Linked DNA regions of Sus scrofa: region 2 is linked to region 1. Evidence: chromatin contacts called from public Hi-C data. All regions are on one chromosome and are shown on one strand. Each heading gives the region's core, a stretch centred on a gene start, on an enhancer-like site or on the middle of the called end of the contact. The rest is flanking DNA. Distances are from core to core; before and after follow the strand shown. Region 1 holds the start of DKKL1 (dickkopf-like protein 1). Region 2 holds the start of AP2A1 (AP-2 complex subunit alpha-1).

The links. Hi-C and Micro-C count contacts between places; a contact is called where the count stands out from the background.
Region 2: a Hi-C map of heart right ventricle shows a contact between it and region 1, with 1.6 times the contacts expected there. The contact joins the promoter of AP2A1 here to the promoter of DKKL1 in region 1. A contact is called at or near these places in 1 of 47 Hi-C or Micro-C datasets (heart right ventricle) and 1 of 2 datasets of contacts at active chromatin or transcription factors (alveolar macrophages).

What each region holds. Positions count from the first base shown.
Region 1 is chr6:54,460,826-54,463,929 of Sscrofa11.1, forward strand. It overlaps DKKL1 (dickkopf-like protein 1), which reads left to right and starts at 1,542. Exons shown (of 5, transcript XM_021094734.1): 1 at 1,542-1,600. TEAD2 (transcriptional enhancer factor TEF-4) reads right to left here and starts at 1,500. Exons shown (of 12, transcript XM_021094725.1): 1 at 1,419-1,500.
Region 2 is chr6:54,784,839-54,787,942 of Sscrofa11.1, forward strand. It overlaps AP2A1 (AP-2 complex subunit alpha-1), which reads left to right and starts at 1,699. Exons shown (of 23, transcript XM_021094760.1): 1 at 1,699-1,927. The coding sequence starts at 1,861. TSKS (testis-specific serine kinase substrate) reads right to left here and starts at 373. Exons shown (of 11, transcript XM_021094752.1): 1 at 1-373.

The DNA.
Region 1 (3,104 bases), core at 292-2,791:
TTGGCTGGATTTCTGGGGAAGCTTAGGGTGAGAACATTATCCTCTGTGTTTTCAAGGGAGCCGGGGTTGTGATGAAGTCTTAAGACCCCGGAGGAATGCCTAGGGCCCACGAGGGCTGAAACTTTGGGTATGGATTACTGGTTTAAAGAAGACAGGCGTCAGGGCCTAGTTGAGGGGAAGGGGGGGTGTGGGTGAAATCTGCTCAGTCCCTCCCCCAGAACAGGTGCTAGGATGTGAGCAGCAGCTGCCAGAAAAGAAGGAGGGGCCCAGGCCCGAGTAAGGCTGAGGGGCGATCCAGAGAGAGAGGAACAGCGACTCAGAGAGAGAGAGAGAGAGGACAGAGTCCCAGAGAGTAGGGGACAGAGACCCAGAGAGAGAGGGACAGACTCAGGGAAGAAACTCCAGCCAAGACCAGGAAAGACCCACAGCACCACAGACTGGGGGGCGGGGGCGCTCTGCCATCAGGAGCGCCAGAACAAAGGGCCCAGGCGTCCCCTCCCCCAGTTTCCCACAACCCCCATCAGGGGAGGGGCTGGCCGGCGAGGGCACCTCCCCTCCGGCCCCAGCCCCGCCCCTTCCCCCGTTCCCCTCCCCCCCATCCCCCGCCCCCGGCACTGTGGGCTCAGATCCAACTCAAGTTCCCAGTGACTTTCCGGAGGCCGGGAACGGGGGGAAAACTTTTTCCAATACAGTCAGATCCCGCCTCCCTGGCGGCTCCACGTCTTCCACAGCTTTCCCAGGACCCCAGAGTCCAGGCCCCCATCCCCCTCCTCCCTTGGACCCCGGAGCCCCGGCCGAGATAGACAAAGACCCCAGGCCGAGCCCAGTGGCGCTGCGGCGGTCAGGACCCCCGTAGGCCAAAACCCCAGCCCAGCTCTCCCCCATGTGGCCAGACAAAGGGACGGAGGAGCCGAGTCAGAAAAGTCCCCCCTAACTCCCCTCCCCAGGCCCCAAACCTCCAAAGCGACAAGACTGAAGATCCAGAAAGCCCCGTAGCCCACCTTCGGCCACCCAGGAGGCCTCCGTTCTCCACGAGGAGGACCAGGCGCCCACAAATGACACACACAAACCAATTCGGTCAGAAACAAGCCCGGGGTCCTTTCTCACGTGAAACCGACACCTCCACAGACACTCACACTCAGGCGCACACACCCGCCAGAGTCCCCAGCCCTCACCCATTCCCAGGCGCACAGTCTCAAACTCAGACCCATCAGCAAACACCCCGAGTGTGGCGAAAGTTCCAACTCCACACTTAGCCTCGGTCACGAGCGCACCCTCGGGCCCACCCCCGGTAAAGAAGAGGGCGGCCAGCAGTTCAGAGATGGGCCCACAAACACCTCAAAGCGTAACGCATAATTGCCCACCCCAACTCACACACCCAAATGCAGAATCCCCGACTCCCGCCGGCGCCTTCCTACCTCCCGGCCTGGGGCTGGGGAGCCGCGGGCGGGCGGGGCGCTGCGAGGGAGAAAGTTGCCCGGGAGCTTTGTTTGGGAAAAGTGGGAGGGACCGGAGGGGGGGCGGGTCCGGGCGCCGGACAGCGGGAAGGGGGATCCGACGGTGACAATTTAGGGGAAGATTTTTGCTTTGGCAAAAAAAGGTGAAGTCTAGCTGGGGCCTGGTGAGAACGTCCAGATTCTGGTGCTTAGAAGGATCCCTGAGAGAGGAGGGGTCTTGGGCGTCTGGATTCAGGGGTCTGAGGGAGGATTGATGGGGGCCAGGAAACCTGGATCTGAGGGAGGGGGGACTGGGGGCCAAGATTCCTGGGTCTAGAGAGGAAGGGTCTGGAGGCCTGGACACCTGGCTTTACCCAGCTGTGTGTGTGCGGGAACGATTGATAGGAAAAAGAAACAAAAGAAACTTTCCTGTTCAACCCTCAAGTGCATTTTTCAGGATTGAAGTATAAGGCTGGATTTTTTTTTTATCGATTTCCATTGATTTTTCCCCCCCATTGATTGCTTTCCTTGTGACTTCCTGAGAGTTAAGGGTGGAAGGCAAGACGACTGGGAGTTTATTAGAGGTTCACGGAGATGGAGACTCTCATGGACACGCGATAGTGGACTAGAGGTATTTGGTGTCCCAGGACCAGGAGAGAGCCTCGGTGCCTGAAGAGAGAGATAAGAGTCCCTTAAAAAGGCCCTTTGGGCTTCCTCTGTGGCTGACTACATGCCTTGTCTGCTATGGCGGCTCTGGTTCGATCCCTGGTCCTAGAATTTACACATGCCACTTAAAATTAAAAAAAAAAAAAAAAAGGTTCCTTAAAGATGAGGATTAAGTGTTCAAATTCGGGACTAGAGGGGCTGGGGTCCAGACTCTGAGGTCCTGAGGTAGAGGGGAGCCGGGATTCCGGGCTCCTTGGAAGATGGGACTCGGGACTGGATTTAGGGTTTCCCGAGAGGGCGGAGCTTTTCAGTGGTAGCAAGAGGGCTCCGTGTTCAGCGTCCCTACATAGCCTTCTATTGAGCGCGTTAATCCTTTCAAAACCTGGAGAAGATGGGAAGGGATGTGGAGAAACTCAGACAGATAAAAAGAAAATTAAGCAGTGGACGAATCAGAAGGACTGTTCAGAGTAGGGCATTTCATCAGCAGACTAGTGGAACTGAGGGCACTAGGGGCAAGATCTGGGGCTCTTAGGTGGGGCCTAGGTGTGCGGGCGTGGCTCTAAGTCAGGGGCGGGGCCATCTGCAATTGGAGCAAGACTGCGGCAAGATGGGCACGATCGGAGAATGCGGGCAACACTGGGTCTCCAAGGCCAAGGTCAACGGACAGGGGCGTGGTCTGACTATGGGGGTGTGTGCTTGAAAAGTACGCTGGGCTTTGGCTTAAAGGGTGTGGCTCTTCCCTTAAGGGCGTGGCTCTTCCCTTAAGGGCGTGACTATCCAATAGAGGGCCCGGCTCCTGGGTGAGGTCAGCAGATGGGGGCGTGGTCAAGCAAATAGGGCCGAGTCCAGGGCTCGCGGAGCTCACCCAACGCCCCAGGTAATCCGGCCTAGGCTCGAGACCAGAACTGTTTAGATATAACAGTCCTTGGACTGCGGGAGCCTGAGAGTCCGGTGGACCAGGCTGTGGTGTAGTATAAAGGCGGCGCCCAGAAGAAGGGGCGG
Region 2 (3,104 bases), core at 449-2,948, 320 kb after region 1:
CTGAGTTCCTCGAGGTGACAGAATGGACTCTTCCAGTTCCCTTTGCCCCAAATTTCTCAATAGCCCAGGGTGTTAGAGTTCCGGGAGGCTTTGCCTTCCCAAAAGCCTGTCAACCAAAGAAAGTCTCCGGGGCGCCAAGGGGTGGTGGTTGGGCCAAACATAGCAGATCCCCCCATTCCTTTTAGCAACGTTCGTCAGTCCCCTTCTGGTTGAGGAGCTCCAAGTTTGGTGGAGAGACTCACAGTTTTGATTTGGTGTGTTTACTGGTGGTGTGGTTGCAAAGAAAAGAAAAAAGGCATTGCATAATTGGAAAACAGTTAAATGTCAGAGTTCCCACTGTGGCTCAGCAGGTTACGAACACAACTATTGGAGTTCCCATCGTGGCGCAGCGGAAACGAATCCGATTAGGAACCATAAGGTTGCAGGTTCGATTCCTGGCTTTGCTCAGGGGGTTAAGGATCCGGTGTTGCCGTGAGCTGTGGTGTAGGCTGCAGATGCGTTCAGCTCTGACATTGCTGCGGCTGTGGTGTAGGCTGGCAGCTGTAGCTCTGATTCGACCCCTAGCCTGGGAACCTCCATATGCTGCCAGTGCGGCTCTAAACACACACACACACACACACACACACAACACAACTAGTATCCGTGAGGATGCAGGTTCCATCCCTGGCCTCGCTCAGTGGGTTAAGGATCTGGCATTGCTGGGAACTGTGGTGTAGGTCACAGAGGGCCCCTGGATCCTCCATCACTGTGGTGTAGGCTGGCAGCTCCAGCTCTGAATCCACCCCTAGCCTAGGAACTTCCCTATGCCACAAGTGCGGCCCTAAAAAGCAAAACAAGTGGTTAAATGCCAAAATATACTTTAAACCCAGGCTCTGCCGTTTCTGAGCTGTGTGACCTTGGGCAAGTCATTCAACCTCTCTGGACCTCAGTTTTAACCTCTGCTTAATGCGACTAGACTTGAATTAGTGTTTCCTCCGCTCTGAGACACTCGGTCTCCGGACAAATTAGGTCCCAACATCTTGGCCGCTAGACAAGGGGTAAGGAACGTCTTCCGGGAAGATTTAAGGAGTAATGCGTGGTGAAGAGTAGGGAGAAAGAGGATCAGAACGACGCTTGCGCAGTAAACACCTCACGCTCTCCTGCCCCTCCCAACCCCTTCTCTGCAGCAGGGAATTGCAGGCGCTGCTCCACCTATCCCAGCCCAGCTGAGCGACAACCCCCGTTCTCCTTCGTTCTCTACGGATCGTGGCTCTCCTCCCGCCCCCATAACAGCCCAATCGGGGGGGGAGTAGGACAGGTCGGGCAAATCCCCAACGCCTGCGGGGGCGATCTGCCCATCTATTGGCCTCAGTCACCACAAGTCCCGCCTCCTCAAGCCCGCTCCCCCCGCCCTCCCTCACGTCAATCCCTCCCTTCTAGGAGAGCGACCGGATCCAATCAGTATTGGCCCCGGCCGCGCGGAGGGGGCGGTCCAACTGTACGTAACCTAACTCCGCCCGTCTCTCGAGCAACGCCCCGACCCCGCTCTCCCGAACGGAAATACGGGGGTGCTGGACCAATCGTAACGGCGTACCTTTGTCCTGCCACCAATGAGAGAGGGAGTGGGGATGAACCCGCGCCTGAACGGCAGTAATTCGAGCCAATGGGCAGCTGAGAGCTCAGGATGGCGGCTGGGAGGGGAGGGACCGGGGGCGGAGACGCGGCCTGCCTGCCCGCCCGCCCGCCCGCCAGCCCGCCCTCCCCCTTGGCCGGCTAGGCTCCTCGGCGCTGCTTGGGGTCCTTTCCTTCAGGTCCCCGCCTGCCAGCCCCCGCTGCGCTGTGCCCTGCCCGGCCAGGCCTGGAGCCGACACCACCGCCATCATGCCGGCCGTGTCCAAGGGCGATGGGATGCGGGGGCTCGCGGTGTTCATCTCCGACATCCGGAACTGTGAGAGCGCGGCCGGGGGACCCTGGGCGGGGGAAGCGTGGAATTGAGGGGCTCGGGGGTTACAGAAGGGCCTAGGGGATAGAAGTCCATTGGGGTCGTAGAGTGAGAGGATAGAGAGGCCGCGGGGGGAACTTTAGGGTGGGGGTAATGGAGGGTCTTAGAGTGTCTTACTGTGCCTCTTCAGGTGACGACACGGAGTGGCTAGAGGCGTCCGGGAGGGTCTTAATGAAAAGGACGCTAGTAAAGTCCCGGAGATGGGGCGTAGAGGCGTCCCCTGGGGATGAAAGAAAGCTAGGAGATCGCATTAGCCATGGGGTCAGAGAAATCCCTGATGTAGACAGAAAAGAAAGGAGGTGCATGGCTGGGTGGTTGGGGGTACCCTGTGGAGCGATAGAGTGGGAGGGGGCCAGTGGGAACGGGGAGACCTGAAACACAGGAAGCCAGGCTTGAGAGCTTGGGTGAGGGGGTGTCATAGAGGGGAAGGGGCTAGATAGGTCACCGAGGTGCCCAGCTCGTTTATAGTTTATAGAGAGGACTTTAGAGTGATAGAAAGTCCCAGGGGTTTGGGGAGGAGGGATGGGAAGGTGGGGGACTATAGCGGGACCCTGGTGAGGGATAGAGGGGCTCCAGGATGGAAGATTTCTTAGGAAACACGGAGGTCAATGGAGAAGGAACAAGAGGGGTTACTTCGAGGCGCTTCCTGCAGGTGGAGTCTTTGGAGAGCCTGAGACAGGGGCCTGGGGGGCTTGGAAAGGAGAGGATATTACAATGTGGGGGCTTAGAGGATGTGCCAGAAGCAGGAGAACCCCTATTTCAAAGAAGGGGTTAGGGGCCTTAGGAATTTGTGAGGAAGAGATCTGGGAAGTGGGGGATGGAGGAAGCCTGGTCCCAGAGCAGGGTCATGGGTCAGGGAGCAGGACAGGCCTGAATCTGGAGCCCTCTCCCATCTGACCACATCAATACGGGGACAGTGATCACCAGCAGGAAGGATGGTCGTGACTATGGGAGGCCTGGTGCCAAGTCAGCGCCCAGCTCCTGGGAGCGGGTGTTGGCGTTTAGAGCTGCCAAGAGCTTCAGAGGCTGTATCCGCACGGGCTCTGGGGTCAGCCAGGCTTGAGTTGGTGTCGGAGCGCTGACGCTTCCTAGCCCTGTGACCTTGAATTGAGGGACTCTGTTT